Linked DNA regions of Sus scrofa: region 2 is linked to region 1. A link is a contact called in public HiChIP or PLAC-seq data. All regions are on one chromosome and are shown on one strand. The core of a region is the stretch at or near the end of the contact, and the rest is flanking DNA. Distances in the headings are between cores, read along the strand shown.

The links. HiChIP or PLAC-seq counts read pairs in DNA pulled down with a chosen protein or histone mark.
Region 2: an H3K27ac HiChIP or PLAC-seq map of alveolar macrophages shows a contact between it and region 1. The contact joins two enhancer-like sites. A contact is called at or near these places in 2 of 47 Hi-C or Micro-C datasets (embryonic fibroblasts and epiblast stem cells) and 1 of 2 datasets of contacts at active chromatin or transcription factors (alveolar macrophages).

What each region holds. Positions count from the first base shown.
Region 1 is chr7:65,030,258-65,038,029 of Sscrofa11.1, reverse strand. BAZ1A (bromodomain adjacent to zinc finger domain 1A) reads right to left here. Exons shown (of 27, transcript NM_001244159.1): 12 at 6,984-7,130; 13 at 2,242-2,337; 14 at 1,896-2,120; 15 at 136-301. Among named protein-coding and RNA genes, the nearest start is that of CFL2, 57 kb to the left of the region's middle. Within about 2 kb of position 4,454, at least 1 of the 83 cell types and tissues checked has an H3K27ac peak or open chromatin away from gene starts, as enhancers often do. A contact at or near this core is called in alveolar macrophages, where this site is marked.
Region 2 is chr7:65,114,420-65,122,191 of Sscrofa11.1, reverse strand. All of the region lies in intron 2 of LOC110261575 (a long non-coding RNA gene), which reads right to left. Among named protein-coding and RNA genes, the nearest start is that of CFL2, 27 kb to the right of the region's middle. Within about 2 kb of position 4,406, at least 12 of the 83 cell types and tissues checked have an H3K27ac peak or open chromatin away from gene starts, as enhancers often do. A contact at or near this core is called in alveolar macrophages, where this site is marked.

The DNA.
Region 1 (7,772 bases), core at 3,205-5,704:
GGATGAATCCCACCTGGTTGTGGTGTATGACCTTTTTTATATGTTGTCAGATTCGGTTGGCTAAAATCAACAGTGTTTTAGACGCAAAGAAATAAATAGCTTTCATTAGCACAACTGACTGTAATTGTCTCTTACCTGGCAGCTGCTTCTTCCCTTTCTTTTCGATGTTGTTCTGCTTTTAACTCCCGGAACTCCTGCTTTGCCTGTCGTAATATGTCAACATAATCTTCAATGAAATCCCTAGTAGAAACTAGGGTCAGTAGTTTCCCACAGAGAGCATGAAGAATCTTCATTTTTTCTCCTGTCAAAAATTGGTAAATAACTTCTGGATTATCAATGACAAAATTTTTAATTTATACTTAATGTGAAAATGTTTAATACAGAATAAAGTCTCTCGAGATGGCATGTCAATGGCATGTCAGATTGAATCCAATTTAACAGTTACATGATATATAAGGCATTTCAATATTAATGACTAGCTTATATACTAGCTCAACAGACATGAAAATTTTTCTAATTTCTGGAGTTTTCTGGTGGCTCAGTGCATGAAGGATCCAGTGTTGTCTCCGCTGTGGCTTGGATCAAAAGTGTGGTGTGGATTCGATCCCTGGCCTGGGAACTTCAGCATGCATGGGTGTAGCCCCAAAAAGGTTTTGCTTTTTTTTCCTAATTGCAAAGATTTTAAGTTTTAATTGTTAGGCTTATATACGAAGTTCAAATCAAAACTAAGTTATAACCACATGAATTAAAAAAAAAATGACTCTAGGCAATTTGCTACTCTGAAAAGACTACAGACACCATAAATTATAAAAACTGTATGCTGCCGCGGGAGCGGCCCAAGAAATAGCAACAATAACAACAACAACAAAAAAAGACAAAAGACAAAAAAAACAAACAAAAAAAAACTGTATGCATGTTAGGTCAACTATACCTCAATAAATAAAAATTTTTTTAACTATATGAATGTTAGGAATTAAGGTACTCTTATTTTATGTTTGCTTAAATAAGCATATTAAATTAAACTCCATATATTTGTACTTCCTTTTTTGTGTGTGTGTGCTTTTTAGAGCCGCACACGGGGCATATGAAGACTCCCAAGCTAGGGGTTGAATCGGAGCCATGCCAGCCTATGCCAGATCTGAGCCGCATCTGTAACCTATACCACAGCTCACAGCAACTCCAGATCCTTAACCCACTGAGCAAGGCCAGAGATCAAACCTGCAACGTCATGGTTCCTAGTCAGATTCGTTTCTGCTGCGCCACAATGCGAACTCCTATATATTTGTACTTTTTTTTTCTACTTCTTTTTTTTGGTTGCACCTGTGGCATATGGAAGTTCAAGGGCCAGGGATCGAACCTGCACCACAGGTTCTTGTCACCCAAGCTGGTGCAGTGATAATGCAGGAGTCTTAACCCGATGCACCACAAGAGAACTCCCATGTACATTATTATTCTTATAATTAAAAACGAAGTAAAAAATAACTTCATCTTAATTTAAATACTGTTCCACATATTTCACTTACTTGAGTCAATGTTAGAATTTAGCAGCTATAGCTTACATTTCTGATTTACAAATAAATAAAAGTGAAAGCTAGGTAATTCTCACTTATCCTTTTAAACTTAGTAGAGTTAGTAAACTAATGACAATTTTTAAAAATAACAGAAAATCCAAATGAAAAAGAAAAGAAAATCATCAATAATTAAAGCTAGCATGAATAAAAACAGTAGTTTCAATTTAGAACACCATTTTTATTGTAACAATTTTTTTAAGACTGATTTTCTCTTTTTCTTGAATAGCATCTAAAATTTCTTATCAGTCACCTAATTTTCTGGGCATAAGAAGATAAGAGGGTAGGAGTAGACAGGTTATACAAATTCCAACTTGCAAAGTTTACCTGGTGTCAAATCATACACTGAAGTGCTTGACAGTTTCTTCACTAGACTGGGATTGCTTAGACGAAGCTCCATGCAGGCGTCATCTGTAGCATCAAATCCTCCTCGTTTTTGATATCTGTACTTTGCATTTGCTGATGTTACATCAGCACCTGAAGCTAAGATGTGTAGTCTGAGGATTTCAGAAAGAGTGCAGCTATCGAGATCCAAGCTTTTCAAACTGCAGCCTATAGTTGTTAAAAATGAAATAGTTATTTAAAATATAAACAACAAATCCTCAGCAATGTAAAATATACCTTTATAAAATTAAAAATAAAAAGCCAATAAAAAAAAAAAACCCACACATACCCTGATGCAACTGCGGCCATGCAGCTGCCAAAGATGCAACTGCAGACAGTGCAGATTTTGTAGGGTCTGCATCTTCATCCAAAGCCTCTGTTAAATCTTTAAGGAAATAAATACTTTATTCTAGTGCAAATCAAAGCTTGAATATTTGGGAATAATGCCCTTTTAAAATGATGAAAGAAACAGCAAACAACTTAACATTCAGGAACCTCAAAAGAGCCAACACTAAGTACAACAAGCAGCATTCATATTCTGTCTAGTCTGCACATCCAACTATAAATCCTAAGACATACGCTACACACTTTTCCCTTACTTAACACGAGAAGACAATTTCCAAGTTACCAACAAGATGCACATACATATTCCCCAAGAGTGGTAAAATGCACATTAGAATGCAAAACGAATCTCCTTGATCAATATAACTTTAGGAAAGTCTACTTTGAAAATCAGAATCTATTTGAAGACGCCCAAATCTTTTATAAATATTTTAAGATTGAATAATAACAAAGTATAAGTTGTAACCATCACAAAAGCAGCACAGAAAAGGAGCTAAAGGAACTAAAACAGTACAGTGCTGTCACTCAACCACAGATTTATCCTCTTCATATAAATTGCTTGTTTTTATTTTGAAAACTCTTCAATCCAAGAAACAGTAAGAGTATCTCCCTATGTTTTCCAAGTAAATTGCTTTAGCTCTGAAAACAGTGCTTAGCCTACAAAGCGGACTAAAGAGCAAATCTAATGGCACAAAAATGTATTTACACTGGCATATATATATATATATATATATATACACACACACACACACAATTATTCCTTATGTAGATAACAAAAAATTTAAATGTCACCTATGAAAAAACTTTAAGCTTATAAAAAGCCCTTCTGTTGTATCACAGTAGAGTGGACACAGTTTCAGACTAAAAGTTGGATATGTACACTTTATTCTTAGCTCTGCCCAGTTCCTAGTTATGTAGCCTTTAGACCAGTCACTTAATTGGCTTCATTTTTCTTAAAGGGGTAAGTCTAGATCAGCAGTTTTCAAATTCTTCAAATATTTCTTGGAAGCACAATATAAAAGATGCCCTTGTTAAAGTCAGGCACAGAGATGACAATCCTGCCCATTCATCTTTCCAACTCTCCTGGAACAGCATGGAGGGACCCCTGAACAGACTGCAGGGCTCCACAGATTAAAGCTGGAAAATCACTGGGCTAACCTGGTTCTGTGTTCTTAACTTTCTACTACGATTTTCTCCCCCAAAGGTCACAAGCTGAAAAAATGAACCTTAGAGAACAGAAATGTTGTCCTTTACTAAAGGAAAAGGCATGAAAAAGTCAGTTCTGGGATTACGATCACTGACAATTTCATGGCATTAAAAGCATAAACAATACATACAGGAGAAGTTGTATACATGCAGAAATTATTCCTACCGGGCCATGAATCTAGTCAAAATGACAGATATATTCTTCCTCATCAAGAAAATACTAGACCTAAAGCTTTTTCAATTTTCATTTTACAGATAAAGCCAAACAAACTTAAAATTAATAGGCCCTCTAAAATTAACAACAGTCCTAGTTACAGGGCTGTATAAGTATACTGTCTCTCTCCCTTTGCACCTATCACCATACTCAATCTATTTTAGCTCTACAAAGTTATAATTTTCTACAATGAAGGCTACAAGGCCTTAGGAAATAGACAACTAACAAAATGACAGTTTACTTTCAGTTGTATTAAACCAACATGTTAAAATATATATTCTTTAGCTCAATTATCTACCAAATCGCACTGTCAAGAAATAAATATCATTTTAGGATTCACTGAGAGATAACCATTGGGTATGTCATCTCAAGAGAATACAGCTGAACTGTATATGTTATGACTTTCTGAAATAGATATATCTATCACCACTATAATCTAGAATTAGGTAAATACAATTTCAACCCTAAACAATAGCATCTTAGTAAAAACACAAACTATTCTATATAAAAAATTCTCTTGTTCATACACTTTGAAGGGCATTTAGAGGTAAGACAAAAGAGAGGAAGTGATATTTTTAATATGAGAGTTAAAAAATTGCTGATTAAAAAAAAAATCTGCTAATTAAGAGTTCCCTGGTGGCGCCACCTAGCATTTAAGGACTTGGCACTGTCAATGCTGTGGCTCAGGCTACTACTGTGGCTTGGTTTCCATCCCTAGCCTCAGAACTTCCTTATACTGCAGGCATGGCACTGGAAAAAAAAAAAAAAAAAAATCCAAATTGGAGTTCCCGTTGTGGTATTGCTGCGAGCTGCGGTGCAGGTCACAGATGTGGCTTGGATCTCTCTCATTGCTGTGGCAGTGGCAGTGACGTAGGCCAGCAGCTGTAGCTCTGATTTGACCCCTAGCCTGGGAACTTTCATATGCTGCAAGTGCAGCCCTAAAAAGCAAAAAAAAAAAAAAAAAAAAAAAAAATCCAAGGTTTGATATAAAAACATGGAGACCAAAGGCCAAAGAAATCAGATGTTCTTGAAGACAGATAATTACTTCTTTGCCATATTATAAGGAAATACAACATAGTCACTATGAGGCTCTAGACTAAAGTGCTTAAATTTGTAACCCATCACTTTCTTATTAGCCGTATGTCTCTGGGCAAGTTAATTAAACTCCCTGGGCACATTAAATTAAAGTTAAATTTAAAACTCTCTGGGCAAGTTAATTTAAGTCTAGGTTTCTTTATATGTAAACGGCAGAAAAATAGTTATAGTTACATCTACCTTACAAGGGTGGTATGATTAAATGAAACAATGCATCTATAGTGTCTTACTAGCTGTATGATCACTTACTATCTATGTGATCTTCAGTAAATAGCCTCAATGAACCTCAATGTTTTCATCACTAAGATAAATTCATGCTTTTCTGCCAAACTTCCCCATTTCTAAAAAATAGCAAGAAACACCTTACATAATAAGACTAGCTAATGAGGAAATAAAAGAACGTTCAATCCCATTCGACTATTCAGTTGCTTTCGGGAAGACTATGGAAAAGTTGTTTGTTGCTGAGATGGGAGAACATAGGAAAAATACCTGGAGGAACAGTATGGGGCCATTAATGAAAGTGAAATAACCATTTAAAATATGGCCAATAATAACAAGGAAATGAGGGAAGGGCAGAAAAATGCCAAACTATTTTTTTCCCTCTCTAACATTTAAATAACTAGTTTCAAAAGGGGTGTTAAAACCTTTTTAATGGCCAATACTTATTCATAGGTAGACTTTTCTTTATAGACAGTCCTGTATAGAAGCAGAGCTATAAAAATCACAGATCAAACAAATCATGAATAGAAAATATAATGGCCATACACACCTCACGGTTAATATATCTTTCTTTTACACCAGCTGATTTTCCAACACAACTTCCTTTTAACCCTACTTTCTGTCACTAGGACTGCTGAAATTCACCTGCTTCGAATCCTGAATTAAAGAAAGCTTTATCTTGTATTAAGGTCAGAATTTGGTCAATAACCCTGTGACAGTATTGGTCATTAAGACGACCTAAAGAATAAAAGAATGAATTTATGCTACAATGTCTATCTTAGATAATCCATCTGTAGTGTTAGTACTTGTCATTTTAGAAAATCTTTACATGTTTTATAGGTGGATTTACTCTTCTGTCTTCTCTTTAGTAGAGTCTCACCTAACTGACTAAATCATTTGAGTTGACAATGAGGACCACATTGTTAAAATGACCTTGATAAGGGACTTATGCCCTTTAAGAATGTTATTAGCATTCAAGCGAGAGAATATCTGAACTCAGGTTGTAATTTAAAAGGCAACCAACACTGGATACTTACTTATATATCATTGTCCTATTGCTTCAGCAATTAGGCATAAAGGAAATTAGCTCAAATTACCTAAGGACAACCATACTATCTGAATGGAGGAATGTCACATTTTTTTTCTACCAATATTCTGCTCTCAAGATATCTCCAAATAGTTATTTCTTATTGTAAATTCTTATGAAATACACTAAAGTATTGTTATTGTTAATGGTCCTATCTCGTATGTGGCAAAATTCAGAAAGTATTATGTTGGAAGTCAAATCAACCTTTTAATATAAATGCTTAATAATTCCTCTGATTGAAGTAAATACTAAATAAAAGTGAATATTTTCTGTATTAAAAATTAAAAAAGCTTTCCTTCAGAATTATTTCTATATTAATATGTACCACCCACTGACTCCTAAAATTTATCTGTATAAAATTTAAAGAGCAAAGTATTCTAGTTCAAACTAATTAGTGAAATTAAAAAATTAAATTTACTTAACTCTCATCTAAAAACTGTTAGATCTGGAATGAAATCAGTAGCAGTATTTTCAATTTAATTTATTAAAAACAACAACTGAAGTATTTCCTTATATGGAGGGGAAAAAAATCAGTGCTTATTTAGTAGAATTTCTCAGAATTACAGATACTGATCAATGAAATCTGTAATGCTCCTAAATCATAGGAGAAATCTAAAAGAATAAAAAGCAAGACAGACTGGCAGCAGTGGGGGTAGGGAGTGGGGGGTGGGGGAGAGCAGTATTTTTTAGCTCATTAAAACAAAGCTTTTCTAAAACTGATAATGTGTTGTTAGTATGTGACTTAAGAATCAACTAACTTGAACAACCATAATTTTGAACCATAAATTCAAGTTAATTTTAAAATAACCTTCAAAAATTAGTTTCACTACAAAGCTACAATCAGCTAGCAATAATATTTAATTCTGACCTTTGGTGTCAGCATCAGTTATTTGCTCTTTGGCTACTTCCTCTTCTTCTTCAGCTATCGCCTGGAAGATGGCAGTCAGGAAGAAAAAAAGCAATTCACATAGTGGGCCTTCACTGTCATTTCCTACAAGAGCTTCCTCTAACACTTCTGTGAATAAAATGTTTAAAATGAATTTAAAGTTCTGGTCATGTACTGAAAAAACAACTCCACTGGAATAATAAACAATTTAATCAACAACAGCCTGTGTAACTATTTTCTTAAGTGTCCATTTATCAAAGTACAGCCAAGTTTATTCAAGGCAAAAAATTTTTAAAAATTTATAATAATTTATAATGTAATTATAAATCAGTAAAATACAGTAAAATCATAAGCCAAAATCCCCACATCCAAAGAAAGCCAAATTAGTCTCAAGAGATCAATATAATAGTTTATTGAGGTTTGAATTTGAGATGTAAATTAAGACATATTAAAATTATAATTTTACTCTCATTTGAATAACAATGCCAAAAGATTTGTTATTGTTGTCCCACTGTTCTTTTTTTGTTTGTTGTTTTAAGGCCACACCTGTGGCATATGGAAGTTCCCAGGCTAGGGGTCGAATCGGAGCTGTAGCTACCGGCCTACGCCACAGCCACAGCAACTTGAGATCTGAGCCTCGTCTGTGATCCACACCACAGCTCATGGCAATGCTGGATCCTTAACCCACTGAGCAAAACCAGGGATCGAACCTGGATCCTCATAGATATTAGTCGTTTCCACTGAGCCACAATGGGAACTCGTGTCCCAATG
Region 2 (7,772 bases), core at 3,157-5,656, 84 kb before region 1:
GGCCAAAGGTCACAGCTCCTTTTCTGGCAATCTCCTGCCTCCCTGGAGAGTCTGCTCCCTCCCTTCATCCTTCTGGGAATAGGGTGGGAAAAGCCCTGAGACTGCCACCCCTTGTGGTCTCTGCCTACATACTATGCACACTTGTGTAAATAGTGATAGGTTCCCATGAGGATGTAGACAGACCCCTCCACTCCCCAAATGTGGCTGTTTGCCTTGGAGACCTGCTGTGGACACCCTCTCCCAGAATGTTGGGTGCTCAAGTTGGGCAGTAAGAAACAATGGCCTTCGGAAAACAACTGTCTGCATAGATTAACCACCTACAAGGATTAACTGCCCTCTGTCAAGGGACTCAACCCCCCTACCCTCCCTTGACCTTCCGCTCCTCCTTCTTCATTGTTCCCGCCACAAGTTCCCATCATGAACTCCAGCCACAGATCTTTTATAAGCCTAGTGCGCTCCTCACAGTCGTGGATGGTGCCATCTTGAGCTCAGCCTGTCCCCCTCTGATGATAAATCTCTCTTGCCTTACCAACTTGGCCTTGCGTGTTCCTCCCTTGGCAAACCTAACAGATAGTACCTTTATTAAACCAACTTTGAATTATCCTAATTGGGATGAGCCATCTGTTTCCTCCAGGGACTTTGACAGATACTCCTTGATAGAAACAATTTACTAAGCTGTTATTGGCCATAAACATCCAATTATAAATTAGTTTATGAGACTGATTTTCAAGGTATTAACTACCTAAGGTTGGGCTCGGAGGGAATGGGACCTAGGATAAATAAATCTTCACAGAGATAGAAGAGAAACAATAGAAAGCAACAGAAAGAGCGAGAGGTTTGAAATTAGGAGATCTCAGGTTTGAAATTAGGAGAGGAGGATACAACACCTCTGGGCCTCATTTTTCTCATTTGTAAAGTAAGAGTTTTTAAATAGATCGGTGGCTTTCAATTTGTATTTCAGAAAACCTCACAGCTCCGCAGAAGAACCTCTGTGTCCACCAACCTGGGAGGGGAGAGATGCAAAGAAAAGATAGGAGGAAAGAGACAGAGCCCCACCTTACTCCACCCTGAGCAGCTCTGCTCTCTGCTTAAATGTGGAATGAGATAACCGAGGATGTGACTGAGGAATCCAGATCAAGGACAGGCTTCTTTGTTCTGGAGATTTCTGAGGTCATGGATGTAAGACTTGATATTCCTGTTGCCAGTCCTCTGAGGAAATGTGGGTTTTAGTGTGTGTGTGGGTGGGTGTGTGGGTGTGGGTGTGGTGGGGATTTCTGCCCTCTGTGTGTAGAAACACTGGGTGGGGAAGAACATCCTTCCCTCTTCTAGGACCCAATGGAGGACAGTCCAGGCAATACTGAGGGCGATGGAAACTAGTCCAAATCTGAGTCCCTACTCTCCCAGCAGAGACCAGGAGGCAAGCCAAGTGGAGGACTGGTCCCAGCCTGAGTCAGCCTTCTGGCTTTCATGGACTTATTACAGAGAGGAATCTGGGGAAGGGGGAAAAAAAGGTTTTTTCCTGTGTGTGTGTATGTGTGTGTGTGTGTGTGTGTGGTTAGTTTTAATGTTAAAAGGAAGGTATTAAATTTTAGACCCCTATTTGGTAGAAGTGACACATATTCATGATATACAGACAGGGTGTAGCACAAGAAGGGCGCTCGATATCTGTGGAACAAATGAATGTCTGGATGAACGAAAAGTGGATGAATTCTGAGTAACATTGCATTAGAAGATAAGGATTCTGTTTTTAAACATACATGTGAAAAGCAGTAAGCTTGTTCGCATTAGAAGTCTGGTTAACTCAGATGGCCAAAGAGCCTGAGCATACCTACTCTGGCCAGATTCTTGCAGGTTCCTCAGGGACTATCAGTCAGTAAGGGCTACAGGCCACTGGCAAGAGGAGAGCAGGGGAAGAAAAAACGATAGAAATATCCAAATTGCAAATGATGTACACTTTAACATCTTTGTCTTTGGCGTTTTCTTTCTATTACGGTTCCACAAGGTCAAAGAAAAATTTTGATTATTTAAAGCTGCAAAGTAGAGTCACTGCATTTGTTTCCTAACTTTTCATTTTGAAATAATTATAGGTTCACAGGAAATTGAAAAACTAGTACAGAGAGACTACTGTACTCTAGAAACTCTCTAGCATACAACAAAAATTTTTTAAATGTAAAATAAAGTTAAATATTTGGGGGCCACTTTATTCCATTTAATTGTTTTTCTGAAATGCTGATTACTTTAAAACTTAGGATCCAACAGACATAACTGATCATAATCAAAATGGCATCTCAGACACACTTCTAATTAAAGAATCAAGTTGGCATCAAGAAAAGGCATTGCTCTCTCTCTTCCAGACGATAAGCTTTCAGAAAGAGGCCACTCAATAGGAAAGTTACAGGTCTAAGGGATTGTATTTACAGTGTCTCAAAAAATCGGAGTCCTCTGTGAAACTATTAGCTGCCTGGTTTTCTGGAAAGCAACCAGTAGAGGGCACTCTAGGCTTCAAAGACTGCAGAAAATGCTCCAGGATCCCTCCAGAAGCCTTAATCTTTATCTTCTGAAAGATGCTTTCATCTTATTGCTTGCCTACTGGATGACTGCAGAGTAGTTTGTTGTTGTTGCTGATTGGTTTTTTAGTGATGAAAATAAAAAATTATGAATTCCCAAATAGCCATGTTAATATTATACAAATATATATATTTTTTTAAATCCAACGTTCTTACATCAGTGTTCCCCAGTTATTCAAAGTGATCTTTGACTCTGTCACTTAATGACACAGGGTTCTGGGAGATAATGATTGTCAGGATTTCATAACTCTGAACACTCTTGCCTGAATCCACACACATTGCCTGAACTTAAATATGATGCAGATCTTTTCTACACTAGCCTTTAATTAAAGGCTAATTAACCTATAACCTATAAAGCACTAACATTGCTCTGAGCAGTTTGGCAGTTTGGCAGGAGAGCAAAGCACGCCCTTTTTTCACCTTTTATAAACAGTGTACAAAATAGGATTATAATTTCCCCATGAACATGCCCAGAACCTCATCAGAAATAAACCAGTGCGTGCTTTAGATGCATCAAAGTTCCTCTGCAAGTGGGAGGAAAACCAGTGTTTGCCAAAGACCTAGTGTATATCAGGCGCTTGCTAGATGTTTCCCTCTCATGATCCCATTTCAGGCTCCTACTGTCATGTCTACTTTACTGCTGGGAAACAAAATTGCTCAAGGACATCCAGCAAGCTAGTGGCCAGGGGAGAAGCAAACCCAGATGTTTCTGGCCCCATGCGCCCTGTACACAGAGGAGCTGCCCTGGTCTGTGTTCAGTCACTCTGCCACCTTTTCCCCTGGCACTTTCTGGGACTGTACTTCACAGTGAGGTTTGGTTTCCGTGATTCCTCGTTGTCTACACTTTGGAATTTGCCTGTTGATTGAATATACCATCTGTTGTTATGAAACTGCCCCAAACCAGGGTAATTAAGAAAGCGATCAAGCGAGAGAGCGAGCAAGCTTTTTGCTGGAACTAAATAATGGGGGGGGGGGGGGCTGGGCAAGGGCAGTGAAGGGAGACTCTTGTTTTTTACAGTCATTTCTGCAATGTTTGAATATTTTATGATTTGAACATTTTCACGCAGTACTTTAGAAAAAAAAAAAGAAACTTTCCAGGAAAATATGAAAAAACAATGTAGAAAGGGCCACCATGAAGTATATATTCTATTTTCATGATTATATTTATAGTAACTTGAAGATAAAGACCTCTTTTGAGAGAGGGAAAAAGAGGACCAAAGTTTCATTATATGGCTATTCTCCTCTCTTCATCCCTCACACCCCACACACAGAAACACAAACAAAAGCCTCTTATTGTTTCCCCTGACGGAACAACGATGACTAAGTGAATAAATCATCCAGTCACCAAAACTTCATTCCCAGTCATTTGACACCATTTAGGGAATACTATGTTGGAAATGTGCAGCTGTTCGAATCCCCACCAGCACCACCCCTTCAGACGAGAGGATCTGAGGAACAGGAAAGAAGTGGTCAATACTACAGTTTCTAAATGAACTGTGGAGGTTTCATTCAAACGGTTATGCCGCTAATCTGAAGGTGAAAAGGGTGAAAACATGTTTCTCCCTATCCTCTCCTTACTTCTGGCACAGAATTATCTTCATAATAAATTGAGGGAAATAAGCTTAAAATTTTTAGGGTTAAATTTACAAACTACAGCCCGTTAAATTCATTTACGGTCCTGTAAACCATTTTAAAGTAAGGTTTGTACCAGGAAACTGAAGTACTATGTAGGTAAATTTTAGACACCAAAAGGGTTTAATAATCTCCCTGATGATTCAGTATCTGCTGAGAAGAGTTTGCAGCAGAGAAACTCACAATAGGAACAGTGTCACGACACTTCCCCCTTCCCTATTACTCATACAGCTTTGAAACCTCATTAGAACTGGTGCATTGTGAAAGCTCTATTTATTCTAGGTATTCTGGCAAAAATTCCCTTGTTAGGTAGCAAGAGCACCTCAAACCTCTTTTCACCTTCAGCAGTCATTATCCTATTTTCCCTTCTCTCACCACCTGGGGTGATGTACTCAGCAGTGTCTCCTGTGTGGGGCAAGCTTTGTACATATATACATATATATTGTGTTATATGCGGATTGTGGACGTGTGTACATACATGTGTGTTCGTATGTTTTCTCTTAAGAAAGCAGATTTGCCTTCTCCCTGCCTTTCTGGTTTTCTGTCTTAGTAATTCTTTAAAGTCATTGAGCTACTGACTTATAGGCTTGTTTTTTGCAAATTTTTCAAGGTAATCATACGTTAATAAGCTGAGTGGATTTGCTGCAGTCATTGTGACTATGTTTACCTATTTGATATTTTAACTTCATTTTCTTTTTTTTTTTTTTTGTCTTTTTTTAGGGCTGTACTTGTGGCATATGGAGGTTTCCAGGCTAGAGGTTGAATCCGTGCCGTAGCTGCCAGCCTACGCCACAGCAACGCCAGATCTGAGCCACACCTGTAACCTACATCACAGCTCATGGCAATGCCAGATCCTTAACCCACTGAGCAAGGCCAGGGATCAAACCTGAGTCAGGCTCATTACTAGTCGGGTTCATTACCGCTGAGCCACAATGGGAACTCCTTCATGGCAAATATGCTTTTCACAGAGTTTAATTCATCAAGTTAGGTGGGCATTTTTTTTTTTGGTCTTCTTAGGGCTTCACCTGAGGCTTATGGAAGCTCCCAGGCTACAGGTTGAATCGGAGCTATAGCCACTGGCCACAGGCACAGTCTTACCAGATCCAAGCTGCGTCTACAACCTACACCACAGTTCACGGCAACTCCGGATCCTTAACCCACTGAGAAAGGTTGGGGATTGAACCTACGTCCTCATGGATACTAGTCAGATTCGTTTCAGAAGGATGGCCTCTTATTTTTAATAGTATGAGAATTTATTATTTTATGTAACAAGAAGTCCAGAGGTGGGGCGGTTTTGGAGTTGGTTAATTCAGTGGCTCAATGTTGTCAAGGACACAGATTCTTTCCACTTGTTCCCTGGCCATCTCCGCTGAATTGGCTTTTGTCCTCCTGCTTGTCCCTTCACGGTCACCTCAGCAACTTCTCTTCCTGATGATTATTTGGGATCCTTTCTCCAGTTTCCTTTCCTAAAGAGTCTTGCCTCAGGAGACCTGAGGTCTGGGGTTCTGCACCTCTAGCCTGCCCTCTACCCCTCCCCTCCAGAAGGCTAACTGATCTGACTCCAGCCGGCATAGCTCTGGGTCCCAGGACCCCTCTCCTGGCCTGGTCTTGAGAATTAATTTGTACCTAGAACTAAAAACTATACACAGCTCAGGTGGGATTCGCTGCTTCTTCCTCATCACTTGGGTACTCCCTCCGCTGCTTGCTCTAGGTCTCCAGCCTGCCCTCCTGCTTCTCCTCTGGCCTGGAAGTCTTCTAGGGTTCAGACTGGCCCTCCTCAGAGAACAGTGTCTCCCCTGAGCAAGTTACCAACGCTGTGTCTTCCCCTCTCACTCCTCTGTAGTGACTTTCTTCACCTCACCTAGGGAGAGATTGAGGTTCCCGTCTTCAACTACAGCCTGTTGTCACCTGGATGTTCTGTCATTACTTTGACTTGAACATGCTCCAGGCTGAATTCCCCCCCATTCTTTCCCTTCCCAGACTTGTCACTGTGTGGCTGCTGTTAACATTCATTATTCTATTGAAATATGGTTACAGCAAAGAACTGAAAAATAATGGGATTATATTCAGTACAAGACACCTTTTTTTTTTTTTTTTTTGTCTTTTGTCTTTTTGTTGTTGTTGTTGCTATCTCTTGGGCCGCTTCCGTGGCATATGGAGGTTCCCAGGCTAGGGGTTGAATCGGAGCTGTAGCCACCGGCCTACGCCAGAGCCACAGCAACGCGGGATCCGAGCCGCGTCTGCAACCTACACCACAGCTCACGGCAACGCCAGATCGTTAACCCACTGAGCAAGGGCAGGGACCGAACCCGCGACCTCATGGTTCCTAGTCGGATTCGTTAACCACTGCGCCACGATGGGAACTCCAAGACACCTTTTTTTTAAAGTACGTGGATCAAAAATGAAAATGAGGAGTTCCCATTGCGGCGCAGTGGAAACGAATCTGACTAGGAACGATGAGGTTGCAGGTTTGATCCCTGGCCTTGCTCAGTGGGTTAAGGATCTGGCGTGGCTGTGAGCTGTGGTGTAGGTCGCAGACACGGCTTGGATCTGGCGTTGCTGTAGCTCTGGCGTAGGCTGGCGGCTACAGCTCTGATTAGACCCCTAGCCTGGGAACTTCCATGTGCCACAGATGTGGACCCAAAAAGAAAAAAAAAAAAAAAAAGATGAAAAATTGCTGCATTTAGTTTTGAGGCCCACTGATGTAAATAAAAATGAAGAAGAAAACAACAGCCCTGGCTCCAAAGGGAGATGGTCTGGATTTCAGAGTGACTGGATGAGACATCATAATTAATGTGTGATTTTTTTTTCTCCTTTTTTTCCTTTTTGAAGTCTAGATTAAAAGAAAAAAAATCTACAAAGGATATTGTTGGGACAACTGGGAATATTTGAACATGGACTCTATATTAGATACTAGCAGTGGGTCAACATTAGATTTCCTGAGTGAGATTCTTATTCCATGGTTGGTTACACAGGAGGAATGGTCTTGTTCTTAGGAAATACATGCTGAAGTATTTTAGGATGAAGTGTCAGAGTGTCAATAATTAACTCTTTTGTGTACGTGTGTGTGTGTGTGCTTTTTAGAGCCTAACAGGAGACACACGGAGGTTCCCAGGCTAGGGGTTGAACGGAGCTGCAGCCGCTGGCCTACACCACAACCACAGCAACTTGGGGTCCGAGCCAGGTCTGTGACCTACACCACAGCTCACGGCAACACCGTGAGGTTAACACCTCATGTGGGCTAACACCGCTTAACCCACTGAGAGAGGCCAGGGATTGAACCCGAGTCTTCATGGATGCTAGTCAGGTTCATTACTGCTGAGTCACAATGGGAACTCCCTACAATTAATTCTTAAATAGTTTGAAAGAAAATAAAAGATTAAAAACCAGAAGGAGAGAAAGGATATGCAGTGAAATTCAATTGATAAATCTAAATGAACCGCATATGGTGTTCCTTGTACTACTTGTAACTTTTCTGTTTCCAATTTGTTTGAAATTTTTCAAAATAAAAAGTTGAGGAAAAGCTATGACTGGTGGAGAAATTCGCTCTTCTGATTCAAGGACTCCGTGTGT